3 separate regions of the Sus scrofa genome follow, and regions 2 and 3 are each linked to region 1. The links are chromatin contacts, called in public Hi-C and HiChIP or PLAC-seq maps. All regions are on one chromosome and are shown on one strand. The core of a region is the stretch at or near the end of the contact, and the rest is flanking DNA. Distances in the headings are between cores, read along the strand shown.

The links. Hi-C and Micro-C count contacts between places; a contact is called where the count stands out from the background. HiChIP or PLAC-seq counts read pairs in DNA pulled down with a chosen protein or histone mark.
Region 2: an H3K27ac HiChIP or PLAC-seq map of skeletal muscle shows a contact between it and region 1. The contact joins two enhancer-like sites. A contact is called at or near these places in 11 of 47 Hi-C or Micro-C datasets (embryonic fibroblasts, fetal heart ventricle, fetal skeletal muscle and 7 more) and 1 of 2 datasets of contacts at active chromatin or transcription factors (skeletal muscle).
Region 3: a Hi-C map of liver shows a contact between it and region 1, with 9 times the contacts expected there. The contact joins two enhancer-like sites. A contact is called at or near these places in 6 of 47 Hi-C or Micro-C datasets (embryonic fibroblasts, epiblast stem cells, fetal heart ventricle and 2 more).

The regions. Positions count from the first base shown.
Region 1 is chr13:181,296,136-181,300,462 of Sscrofa11.1, forward strand. It overlaps a transcript of LOC106508546 not described here. Among named protein-coding and RNA genes, the nearest start is that of MIR99A, 4.2 kb to the right of the region's middle. Within about 2 kb of position 2,451, at least 41 of the 83 cell types and tissues checked have an H3K27ac peak or open chromatin away from gene starts, as enhancers often do. A contact at or near this core is called in fetal skeletal muscle, liver and skeletal muscle, where this site is marked.
Region 2 is chr13:181,188,518-181,192,844 of Sscrofa11.1, forward strand. All of the region lies in intron 5 of LOC106508546, which reads left to right. Among named protein-coding and RNA genes, the nearest start is that of MIR99A, 110 kb to the right of the region's middle. Within about 2 kb of position 1,989, at least 18 of the 83 cell types and tissues checked have an H3K27ac peak or open chromatin away from gene starts, as enhancers often do. A contact at or near this core is called in fetal skeletal muscle and skeletal muscle, where this site is marked.
Region 3 is chr13:181,364,458-181,368,784 of Sscrofa11.1, forward strand. It overlaps a transcript of LOC106508546 not described here. Among named protein-coding and RNA genes, the nearest start is that of MIRLET7C, 63 kb to the left of the region's middle. Within about 2 kb of position 2,189, at least 8 of the 83 cell types and tissues checked have an H3K27ac peak or open chromatin away from gene starts, as enhancers often do. A contact at or near this core is called in liver, where this site is marked.

The DNA.
Region 1 (4,327 bases), core at 1,201-3,700:
CTTCCAATTTCCTATTCTTATCATTGTGTTTCTTGATGAGCAATAAATGCTCCTTCAGGACCCACAACACTTCTGTGAAGAAGTGAGCTTTTCTTACTTGAAAGTTCTTCCTGAATGACTCCCACCTGGGGGCATGTCCATTTGACTCATTGCTGTTCCCCTGTGTCTATCACACAGCCTGGCCACATACACCTACTTAAATAATTGCTGAATAAGTGAACGAGAACACAACATTTTCTTTCTGTGAGGACTTATCTACTTTCTTCTGGCTGTGCTAAAGCATGGGGCACATGTGTTGGCTGGGCTTGTTCCCCCACCAGGCACTCCAAGGCATGTGCTTAGGACAGTACTAAAATTTATCCACAATTTTGCAATCTAGAAAAAAAAAGCAAATTTTTAATTTCAGCACATGTGTAAGTTTTTATTTTATGGTTTAGAATTGTTTGTATTCTGAATTACATATGGGGAAAACATCAGAATGGTTTCCATGCATGTGCGTGTATGCATACTCACTCCTATCCTTCCTCAAGAAAGTGACTCAAAGACCATAACTCAAAAAAGACCAGAGACCGTTTCCAAGATATTTGCTAGATCCTTGAATTCTTTTGGTTTTGTTTATTTTTTTATAGGCAAGTAATGGTTTGATTACCTTTTCCAGTCTTTGTCTGGTATTGTGCAATATATATGTCTATATGTGAGTGTCTGTACATGGAGGAGGGATAACATTCATCCATAGTTTTGTAAGGCACTGAATATAATTTTAAAATTGTGCAAAGATAATTATAAAGATTCCCCATCTTAGAAAAACTGAAGCATTTTTTAATGCAGGAAAGGCAACCATAATTCTTTTTGGTACTACTGAGTATGTTTCGCTTAAATACTAATAGCACTTGCTTTCCCACTGAGCTATAGATTTTGCTTAAGGAAATGGTGAAAGATTTCATTCACTGTACTTTTGTTAGAAAGTATGGAAATGTTTGTCCACGGGAACTTCTGTCGCCTGTGAGAATGGAAATCCATTGAGGTGAGGGAACCCTTTCATTTGATTGCCTAGAAGCTGTTGATACATTCCTTGTATCTTTCAACGGGATCTTTCACGCCACACAGGAAAACTGTAGCTGGTGAAGGAACAGAAAGAGCACTTCTTCCATGAGTCAAATCTTAGCAAACTTGCACAGCAGCTGTGCTAGGTACTGCTGAGGATTACCCCAGGACCCAGTTGCAGGGGTGTGCGCGGTTGAAGAGACAACTGGCATCCCTCAGGGGACCACTTTGACGGAGATTGAAGCAATAATGCATCCCCACTGCTGCTGGAGGATATTGTGGCCGTGTAGTACAAAACTGGTGCCAGATAAAAATCAGAAAGTAATAAAAAGCAAGACAAAACTCAAGAGCTTTTCAATCTTAATGCAAGGGACTAAAACAAACGTCCTGGGCTTGTTGCATTCACTCAGAAAGGAAAAGGGGGCAGGGGAAGGGAAAACTTGCAGAGACTTCAGTCTTTTCCTTTGAGAACCATTTGTGTTGTGAAATAAAGTTACGGAGTAGGCATGTTCAGACCTTTATTTGCTACATTTAGTCTGAAGGATTCCCCCCCAGCACACACACACCCTTAACTACAAGAAGCCAGAGTTTTCTGTGCAAACTGAAACAGGCGTTGCAAGAATCAGATTCACTTTGGACGACTCTTCACATTCCAAGTCATCATTGCATTAGGCAGCACAATTCCATCTCTGGTTGATGGGCAGAAAAAGTGGGCAGCTTGCCAGGTAGACGTTTCCATGACTCCCAGCCCCCAAAGGTGATGCGTTTTTCAGCTAATTCAATGAAGAGTGGGCTGAACTTTGGGTCTAAACGAGACAATAGCTGCCTTCGCAGTATCAGCAGAATGGTTGATGGGAATGCACTCTACATTTGGCAGAGAATCATGTGACCTTACGACTGAGATTTTGTGATGGTGCCAACGGAGACTTGGAAAGCAGCAACCGTCCTGACTTTTTTCTTCTTTTCTAGCATGGCTCAGAAAATGGTGGATCTTAATACTTGACTTTAGCCAGACTCAGCAAGCGACTGAGCTTTGAAGCACAACTTCGCCTTTATTCTGGGTTTTTGGCAGGCCACCAGGAGGCTGTCCCTTTCACGCCTGATAAATTCTGCTGCTTATCTCTAAATAGAAAAAAAAAAAAAAGAAAGAAAGAAAGAACATATAAACAGAATATTGAGGCATAACAAGTGAATCCTAAAATTGTGTGTGCTTTTTTTGTTTTTTTGCCTTTTCTTACCGCTGATTTTTTAAAACGTTAATACCCTTTCTGCTTGCTGAAGAATCCAAGTAGGTTTTTTTTTTTTTTTTTTTTTTTGGTTTATAATGAACAGGCATTTGAACTGGGCAAACAGGACGACAGCAGCAGTGAGCATGAGATCATTGCAGCAGTGTAGCAAACTGGCACCCTGCCTTCTCACCCTTTTGGTTCAGGAGACAAACGTGTGCAATCCTCATTTCTAAAGTCAGCACAGCCTGGAAGGATTCCTGGTCTCTCCCACCTTCTACCATTCTGCTGCCAGGGACGGCAAGGATTGGTGCAGCTTCTGCGCAGTGCTTTGTGCCTGGAATACCGAGAAGCAAGAAAAAGAAGACAAGCACCCTGGTCCTTTTTTCCAAGAAATAGCAGGAGCCATGAAGAAAAAAAAATCTGAGTTTGTCCTACTCCTTGCAACAGTGCTGGGAAAAAAAGAGAGAGAGAGAGAAAGAGACGCTCCTGCTCAAAAACAAAAACAAAAACAAACAAACAAAAATCCAAACCAAAACAAACCAAAAAAAAAAAAAAAAAAAAGCCAACATTGGCTTGTATAACTACAGAGACATCGGGCTTTGTAAAGCAGCTTTGTAAGGCAACATAAGCAAATGAGCCTTCTTTATTTTGTATTATTTCCAAAACATGGCATAATAAGCAATATATTGCTCTTGGTGAAATCGCACCTTTCATATCAGGTATAACTTTTTTTTGTTGTTTCTTTTTAAGCCTACTGTTATGTAAAAGGGGATCCTTGAACTTTCAATTTACTCTGATTTAACTCATCACCCACTTTACTCTTATTAACTTTTTCCTTTTGCTCTCTTGCTCTAATCCTGATTAGAATAGAAACTTTAGTAAAAATAGAAAAATCTCTATGCAAAAGATGGTACCTGTTTTTATTTTTGTTATACATAGAAGTTTTGGAAAAACATTAATATATTATCTGTGCTTATTGTGTACAGTATTAGTTTTTGCTGTCTAAGAAAAGTGAGCATTTAGCCCTGGTTGGTAAAGAAACTAAACCTTTCATGTGCCGTTGACTCATAATTTAAAATGTGAAAGAAGAAACTTTTTCAACTTCAAAAAAGAGGTCGTGTTAGAATATATATTAAACTTCTGATAAATAAAATTTAGTTTGGGGGAGGCTATATTTAAATTACTTACCAGGATTTCAGTGTAACAAATAGAGATGAAAATATCATGTTCTCAGTTGCTAAGTAGAAAAAAGCTTTTTCCACAATAATACTGACTGTTAAAATATATTTAAAAGAATAATTTGTCTTAGAGCTATTGCTGAGAGTGTTGGAAATATCTATTATTTTAGTAGAAAAAGTACATACAAACTTGTTTTTAGTTTAAAGCAGTGTATTGGATCAGCAGATAAATGCATTGCATTCTAATTATTTTGTCTGTTTGTAGAAGTAAATTGCTAAGCAATTGAAGCATTTTATAACAAAAACCCAGTTTTTCCTGGTTCAATGAGAAAGGATTAGCTGATATATTCCACCTATTTTAATTTCCATTAAAACTGTTTCAAAACATGTTTTAAAATTGTTAAAGAGAGAAAATGTTTTTAAGTACATAGCGTATATAGAGTATAATTTTCATGTTAAGAATTGATACTATATTTTCCATAAAAATAATAAACTTTAAGCAAACTGTTCTGCTTTTAAAATCATATTTTATTGTAATAAAAATATATAAACAATGAGAAAATACTGTAGAACTTATAAATTCTACCTTTTTTTAATTCTACAAAGAATTGTGGGAAATAACAAATACCTAATATACTGATAACATTCAAGGAAAACATTTTATTAAGTTTATTGTTTATTGTTCACCAATTATTTAAAAAATAGCTCTTGTTCCTTTATGCTGCCTCAGCTAATGGAACATCAACTTTCACAGGCTTAATTAACATTTTTAAACCTGTTTTCATGTTTCAAGATCCTTTAGTTGAAAAACATTATTTTAAATGTTATTTTTAGGAGCCATTAATCTCTACACTCTTAATTATCTTATTAAGCTCC
Region 2 (4,327 bases), core at 739-3,238, 110 kb before region 1:
CTTCTACTCCTAAGCAACAGCAGAAATTAAAATCCTTAAATGAAAAGATGCTATCTTCTCTCATGACTGTTATCCATAATTAGGCATTTGGTCAGGAGTGAGTCTATGTTATCACAGTCCACTCAACTTCTCTCTCCCTTCCCTTTGTTGAATGACTTCCTGACTTATTTTCAGCAGGTACATAATGTTTGGCTCCTATGTTATGTGCAATAACTTTTCATTATCAGATCTCTTCTCCCTACTTTATCAGATCACTTTATTACTGAAATCATGCCTCTCCTAACTTCTTTTTGATGTCCTTTTCACTTTAGGCTACCAGTGGGCAAATTTTCATCTTTTGCCATTTAAGACATTATTTTCACACTCTGCCTGGTAGCTAAATATGCTTAGAAATTTAGGAAAGATCACTTGGACCACTGGGTACTTTCTCATATAAGGAAAACAAAGTACTTGTGTGCTTAGGTGTTGCTTCTGGAGGAATTTTCCAGAGCATTAAGCAGTAAGTACTAACTCTCAGAATGATGTGAGTCTCCAGTCCAATGATGCCAGCTTTCCATCTTGGTAAAGTGGAAGAAGTTTGGGTGGGTTGAATGGGTACCATCTTTGATCTTAGAGGTACTAGGTAGGGCCCTCGTTTATTGCTATATGATATTTTAGTGTAGCAGTTTTAGTGTTAACTTGAATATGTCAGAAGAATTGAAGTTGGAATTTCAAAAAAAATGCATGAATCATTGTTACTTTCAAATTCCAGTTCTCCTCCGTGGTATAAAATATCACATTTCTTTTAATAGATCATAAAATTATTCCAAATTGCCAGATCCAAATGCCAAACAACAAACATCATCTTTAGGAGTAGGGTTAAATTTTACTCTCCAATGAAAAATTCCCAACCCAGAACAGATTTTAGCCAGGCAGTGAGCACAGCTCGCTGGGTGAACCACACAGGCCATGGTGGGTGCAGCGTTCAGAGCCGGAAAGCAAACAGCTGCTGTAGCCTGATTTGAGTTAAAATAGTGTGAGTGTTTAGTCTGGCGCACGGCTTCAGGGGAGATTGGCAGCTGGGTCAAACAAAGTCCTTCCATTGGCTCTCTTCCCAGGCAGCTTCTGCTAGTATTTAGGTACTAGTGCAGTGTAGGGCCTTTCTCAGGCAAAACCTAACATCTGACCGCACCCTCTTCGCTTTTTCCAGAAAAAAAAAAAAAAAAAAAAAGAAGAAGAAAGAAAGAAAGAAAAAAAGCTGCTTTTTCCTCTTTTTCCTTCTTTCGTTAAGATAAATTCTCCAGCAGGCAACTTCTCCCACTAATTGTGTATTAGCCATGTATTTTATCTTGAGAACTGACGCACTGGGCTCTCAACATGGTGTGGAAGGCAGCCTGTTACAGTGCTGGATTCATAAAAGGGCCTTTATGGTTTGTGAAAGAATATCTGTGTGCTTAGGCAGGAAACTTTTTGATCTGCAGAAAAGCCAGAAGACATCTAGGTAAGGCTGCGTATCAAATCTACTTTTTTGGGGGGGAAAGTTGGGCAGCGAGAATGATTCATCACCAGCGACAGGAGTTTGGAGTGTGCCTGATCACTTTGGTAGAAGTTTAAAAGGTACTATTTGTTTGCTTATTTTTTTGTTTGTTTGTTTAAATCTTAAGGGAATACTGTGGTCGGCATTTTTACGATTTTGTTTTCTGCTGTTGCACTGATTATAGTGGATATAGAGTTTTATTATATAGCAAAATCTTTGTAAACTGCCACAGAAAGAAAGTGTATTTAGAAGGGAAATTGACAAGTTTTAAAGAGTAATTGTACAATCATTTGAGAACAGAGGAACACTGCATTAGACTAACAAGGGTTTAATTACCAAAAAAGTTTAATGTTGCTTTGGAAGGAATATTAAGTAAGTTGTCTTTGTCTCTTACTTTTTAATTTTAGTCGCTGATTTAGCCTGTTGGGTCACATTTTTTGTTAGTGCTGAAGGCTGCCATGAATCCCTAATGAGGCCCCTTTGCACATGATTTTGGCACTTGGCCAAAATCAACTTCCCAGCGGCAAGCTTTCTCTAAAGAACCTGGAGCAAAAAAAAAAAAAAAAAAAAAAAAAAAAAATTTATTAGAAATCATGTCTGAAAGCTGCCATAACCAGTTGTGCAGGCATGTCATAATGACTTTATACCATAAATATGAAGCAAGCATTTAAAAAAATTTTCCTCATATTGTTGCCTTGAGAATTATGAATTTCTCCTTGTGGGCACCTAAAATAAGCTGTAACAAGAACAATCTTAGAGGAAAATGTTTACTGATTTTTTTGTTTTTCTCAGAAGACCAGAGTAGGGATGGTTATCTCACTGAGAAGTATACAGTACGAAAGGGTTATTCAAAACACTTCAGAATAAATAAAAGATGAATTCTTAAAATTGTTAATCTCTGTAAGTAATACTCAGTGGACAGTAAGTAATGAAGTTTTCTAGAAGTTTCAGTGTGAGCACAATTAAGCTTAACATTTTTAAATGAGATTTTTATATATTTTAATACCATGGTGTTTAGCATTCTAAAACATATTAGAAGTACTGTATAATTTTAAAAAATCTATTAACACCTTGATAGTATTTATAACAAATGTTTTAATAGAGGTGCTTGATATATAAGCATGACCGAATAACTTTAAATAATTGTATTTAATTGCTTTTTCACAATAAAAATGATGATTTTTTTTGAAATGAAAGGAATGCTGAAGCTCAAAGTCACTTTCATCTAATTTTTGAAGCTGTCAATTTTGATTTTATTATAACTGAATTTTGTCTTGTAAGCTGATACATTATTTTATACTCCAATATTTTGAGTTAAATTAACAAGTTGCAATGAAGTACCTTAATAATCTGATATTAACAACCTCAGATTTTATATAACCATTTTCAACAATATCTTTAGATATTAAAAATAGACACACTGCAGAGAATTTAAAAGCAGAAAAGTGGGATCTCGGTTGCTCTGATTTTTTTTCTTAAGAAATCCTGTTATCACTATACTACATGCCATTTTTGCCTCATAGATCAGTCGATGGTAACCTAGAGTGAAACTTTATTTTTTCACTTTAAAGTAATCGTCTTTCTCTTTAAAAATGTTGATGATGTATTCTTTAAAGAAACATGAGTTGGAGCTCTCTTAGTAGGTATGTTTTTCATATATTTATCACTATACTTAGTTTCACTTTTTTACTTACTGAACAATGTAAATTGTTGCTACTTGGGGTCATAGAAAAAAGTGAAATTTAAGTAAATTTTAGCATTAGGAAATGCATCTTGATCTCCTTTAGATCAATTTGTGTATTTATATAATTTATGTATGTATAAAATATTTTTTGTTATTGCTGTTGACTGAATCTTGATATTGTATTTACCTTGCTATTAGTTGCACTGAGGTATAGGGTGCTTGAAGTTACTATATCAGTCAACATTAAAATACAGTATAAATGGGGAAAGGCAAATACAGAGCTGCTATTTGTAGAAATTTACCTGCATAAGTTCTATAATTCTATTTGAGTTCACAGTTGAACTCTCATTTGATGTAATCTTTGATACTCTTTGAAAAAGAAGTCAACATATGAGGTAGACATTTCAAAATTTCAGAAAAGCAGGAATATTTTTATCATTTACTGTCTTCAAACAGGTGCAAGAAAAATAAGATTGCTTCTTCACAGAGTTCTTGCTTAAAAATTATTTTTGAATTGTATTTTTATAGTTTTATTTTAATCCTATCTCACAAATGCATAACATTGTCTTCTGTTTCCATTTTTATTTTTTGATTATTTTACCTATCTGCAATTGATAGAATATTTATCCTAAAAATACTGAAAAATGTTTCTACTGATTTTAGCTGTTGTTGTTTAAGGTTTTTTGATTAATTAGAGGCCATAGCAAAATAAATGTCATAAAATATAAAACTTTTATAGTGCGCAGTCATGTGTTTTTTTTTGAGTTGGAAGAAACTTAATTAAAAAAATTGATAAGTATTTTTGAGTTGAAGTAAAACAAGTAAGTACTGAGGAAAATTTAAGCTGTACTCTACTGAAAAAGCTAAGAAATATACTTTCTTTTGCTGTAGCTATGAATTGTAATCGAGTATTTCGAAAGTGTAGGCTTTTTGGCAGAATTATTACCTAATTTTCCTTTGGGGACCATAAATGCAAAACACTGATTACAATTTTTCACTGAGTTGACATTTTAAAACAATATTCAGCATACAATTACTTTAAAAAATATTTCAGTGTTTTTGTTAAATTTATTCGCGAAGGGCAGTTTGAATAATTTGCTTTATTCATCATTTTTTCCAGTCCTTTG
Region 3 (4,327 bases), core at 939-3,438, 68 kb after region 1:
GTTTCCACTACAGTTTATTTTATTGTATTTGTTTCATGTTAACTGAAGGTTATCATCCAGCCTTTATACTAGTTGGAGCGTATGCTTCACAGAATTCTTACCTACAGAGCGACATTAAGATTACAAGAAGAAAGAAACAAAAGTACACATAAGTACACCCACCCACAAAAATACAGGAAATATTAATGATGCCAAAGAAAATATGCAGTGGAATAGTTGAGAATGTGCTCTGTAAAGCCATGGCACATCTCTTCAAAATCATTGACTAAAAGAACATCATGAGAAAAACAGCATTGTTTCTTTGTTGGTGCTTCTAACATCTTTCCTGGGAATTCAGGTGGAACAGAGAATCCAATGAAATCTGGTGCTTTGCATCATTATTAAGCTCATATCTACAAGCTAATCATGTGTGATAAGGCTAAAATGCAAAAGCATTTGAATCAATAGCTCTTTCAGATGCTTTTCTGATAAAATTGCTTCATTTTCTTTTCTAGCTAGTTAATTCATGTAAGTAGAAAGATTAAGAGAAAAACTTATTCATATTAAGAGTAACAAGATCCTAACAGTTTATTGGACTGTATTGTTGGCATCTTTGCAACCAATAAGGCTTTTTAATAATCAGATCTCAGAAACATCTGTCTTAGAAAGGGGTATACTCTCTGGCTTCCATTTACTTGAAAAGGAATTAACCTAGGGTCAGGAGTAGAGGTTAGGTTACTTCTACCTGGAAATTAATCAGAAAATTCATTTTGCCCTTTGATGTTGCTTGTCTGCACACACACGCCCTCGCTCCCACCTCTACCTTTTATCTTCTTAAAATCCTAAAGCTCCCTTTCATGCGTTGTAGTAGTTTAAAGGAATTTAAAGTTGTGGATTTCTATATTTATGTAATTATATACTTAAAATATAATAGGGTAGGGTAAAGTGTTTTTAAAAGATGTGACACTTTAAAGAAAATCACAGATATCATAAGTGACTTTAATATATTGGCAAATTTCAGGCTACATTCTTAGTCATATTTCTGCTAGAAGAAACCTACTTTCCATTTTGTGTTTTCTCATTTGCATTACTGCAAAGTTATTCATGCATATGAAAAGGGTATTATTCATCTCCATATTCCTTTCTCTCCATATTCCAAACCCAGTGTGCTTGTGAGTTATACATAAACACTGCTGTACCTCTATATTTATGCATATGTATCTATGTGATTCAAATTTGGCATCACAACTGGATAGCAAGCCCAAGTGATAACATTATGTACTAGAGGTGTCTTATCACATCATTAATGACATATCAAAATTGTCAATTATGTTGAAATCCAATAATTGTAACTGACAAGCTTTAGCATGACTTGTCTCCACTGGGAAGGATTATAAAAGAGAGAGAGAGAAAGGAATGTACTTTTGAATCCCCCCTCTAAGTGCATGTAACTGTATGGTAAGCTCTTATTATTTCTACAAATAATTTTACTGAGATGCTATTTTCACATTATTCATGGTACCTGGCTAGTGAAGTATTTATGTTCCTAAGCCTCATTATCTCCTAAATTCAGAAATCCATTGCTATTTCAGAAAGAACCACAAACTTGAACTGGCAAGAAGAAAAATGACCAACCTGGCAGGGCTTGTCTCCCTCTAATGTATGATTCTTCTTAACTCCATATTCCAGGAAATTATTCACTTGGAAGTTTAGAGTTCACGGAAAACAACTATTTCTCTTCTACTCTCCAGTTCTACTTCTACCCATTAGAAAAGCAAACAGTATTGCTTAATTCCAAAGAAGTTTGCTCTCAAAAATATCTTGGCATTTGGCAATAAGAGGAAAAGAAAGTGACAGTGAACTTCATGGACACAGAATTCATTCTTTACAGTGACGAGGTATTCAAGAATCCTCACTCTTTGTGTCCTGTTTTATCTGTATTTGGGGATGGTATCTAAGAGGAGAAAAGGGAAGCTTATGGGTTTTTTTTTTTCCTTTAAAATATATTTCCATTTACCAATGGATTATTTTAAGCCCAGAGAAAATTATGATTGCATTATTCTTTTCAGTAATCATGGCAGGTATTAAAGTGAACAGACAATGGTAGCGTATATGGAATAACCTGGTTTTCTAGACAGACCCACTTGTCCAAGATCAAACGGCTACAGCACATTTAGGGTTACAGTCTCCTTCCCTTCCTCCTCTTTCTCAACCGCAGTGGAGCTTTTTCCAGTGTTGCCATGGTAACACTATATCTGGCTGCTAGCTCTGTCGTAAGTTATTGAACTGAGACTGGCTTTTGGTTTAGCAGATAATTAGGTTCTGTCTCACAGGTTCATTTTCCTGTGACTGGGACGTGAATATGACCTACAGCTGGCCTCAATTTCAGTGTCACAGACAAAACTTTAACCCTTCCCAAGCTCCCAAGGTACTCTCTTAAGCCTTGCTTGTGAAGTAGAGGAAGTCCATTGCAGCCCACATACACCTTGAAGAGGATTACCAAGTCCTCATTTTATTTTTTTTTTGTCTTCATGCGAACACCAAGGAAAATATGATCAAGACTGTATACCTAGAGCATTTTCAAAATTTAAAATATATCAACAATAATGTATATGTGCTTATGTATTTAACATGTAACATATAGAACTTTCTCTAGGTGTTTTCATTTCCCTGCTTCTTCAATAATTTTTTAAGTCACGTCAAAGTGTCTTGTACTGCATTTTGGTTTGGATTCCAGAGCATTTAGATTTGAAAACCCCGTTATCAGAATATTAACTTGCTACCCTTATTCTCAGCTTCCAGAACTTTCTGCCCGTTGATTCATGCCCCTCCTTCTCCTTTTTATAAGCCCTAGATTTTTGCTGACATTGAAAGGTTCCTTTGGAGTCCCAGGCAGGTCTCTGCTACAGGAAACAATGCCACCACTCTATGAAATGCCCAAATGATCACTCAGGGCTTAAAACTTGCTGGTTTGGAAAATTAGCAAAGCTCTGCCCTTTGTTTAGGACAAAGAAAGAAGCCTAACTTTTAGAACAAATATTGATTTCACAATCCCACAGCAACAGAGAGCCTGCATGGTTAATATGAGAGGGCATGTCTTTCTATGTCAAACAATAGGAAAGACCTTCAAGGAAATCTGTTTGAAAAATTTAGTGTATTTTACCTAAAAGCTTCCCATGAAAAGGTAAGACAGGAACAAGGGAAGTTGAGTTCACCATCATTAAAACATGAATTAAGTTTCTCCATTGGCTAGAGAATCACATAACTATGTCAAGAGAGATAGGAAAGACCTACAGCACGTTGAAGACTCAAGGGTTGGAAGCTGGAGCTAGGATTGTGTGTGTGTGTGTGTGTGTGTGTGGTGTGTGTGTGTGTGTTCGCGCGCGCGCATGTGCGTGCCCATGTATACCACATAGACTATATTGTTTTAATCCATTCCTTCCATCCTCAAACTCTAACTTGGAAGAGCATCTTGAATGGCAGCAGCCTCAAGTCCTGGGTAAGAGCTGTCATGAACCTGGTATGGTCCAATGAATTCAGTGGACTTAGTGGAATGGGTTGAGGTTAGGATGGGGGGAGTTTGTATGAAGCAAGACAGAGAGCTGATCTGTGAGAAACTGGTTATTGGCAGTTATTTTCCACTAAACTGAGCTTCTTTTAACTTTTAATCTCAAGTACATAGCACTTGATGTTTTCTTATTAATTATCAATGTGTTCATTGAATGAATGAATGTATGAATTCTTCCCCACTCTCTTCTATGTAGTAAAAATTAAATTAGTAGCCAGTTAAAAGATGACTTAGGAAGTCCACAACAGTTTTCTTTTCTTTTTTTAAATTTTATTTATTTTTTATTTTTTTAATTGTTACTTCCCAATACAATTTTTTTTTTCTACTGTACAGAATTGTGACCCAGTTACACATATATGTATACATTCTTTTTTTCTAATCACTTAGGATGGAGCATAATAATGTGAGAAAAAATAATTTTCTTTTCTTTTTCTTTTCTTTTTTTGTTTTCTTTTGCTTTTTGGGGCTGCATGCATGGCATAGAGGTCAAATTGGAGCTACATCTACTGGCCTATACCACAGCCACAGCAATGCAGGATCTGAGCCGCATCTGTGACCTACACTACAGCTCAGGGCAATGCCAGATCCTTAACCCACTAAATGAGGCCAGGGATCAAATCTGCATCCTCATGGACCCTAGTCGGGTTAGTTACCACAAGCCATGATGGGAACTCCCCACAAGCATTTTCAATGCGAAGTCCTTTTAACAGTCTTCTCATGATTTCTAGCAACTCCTAAGCCCATCATATGAATGCCATCTCTTGCCTGCCCCATTGCCAT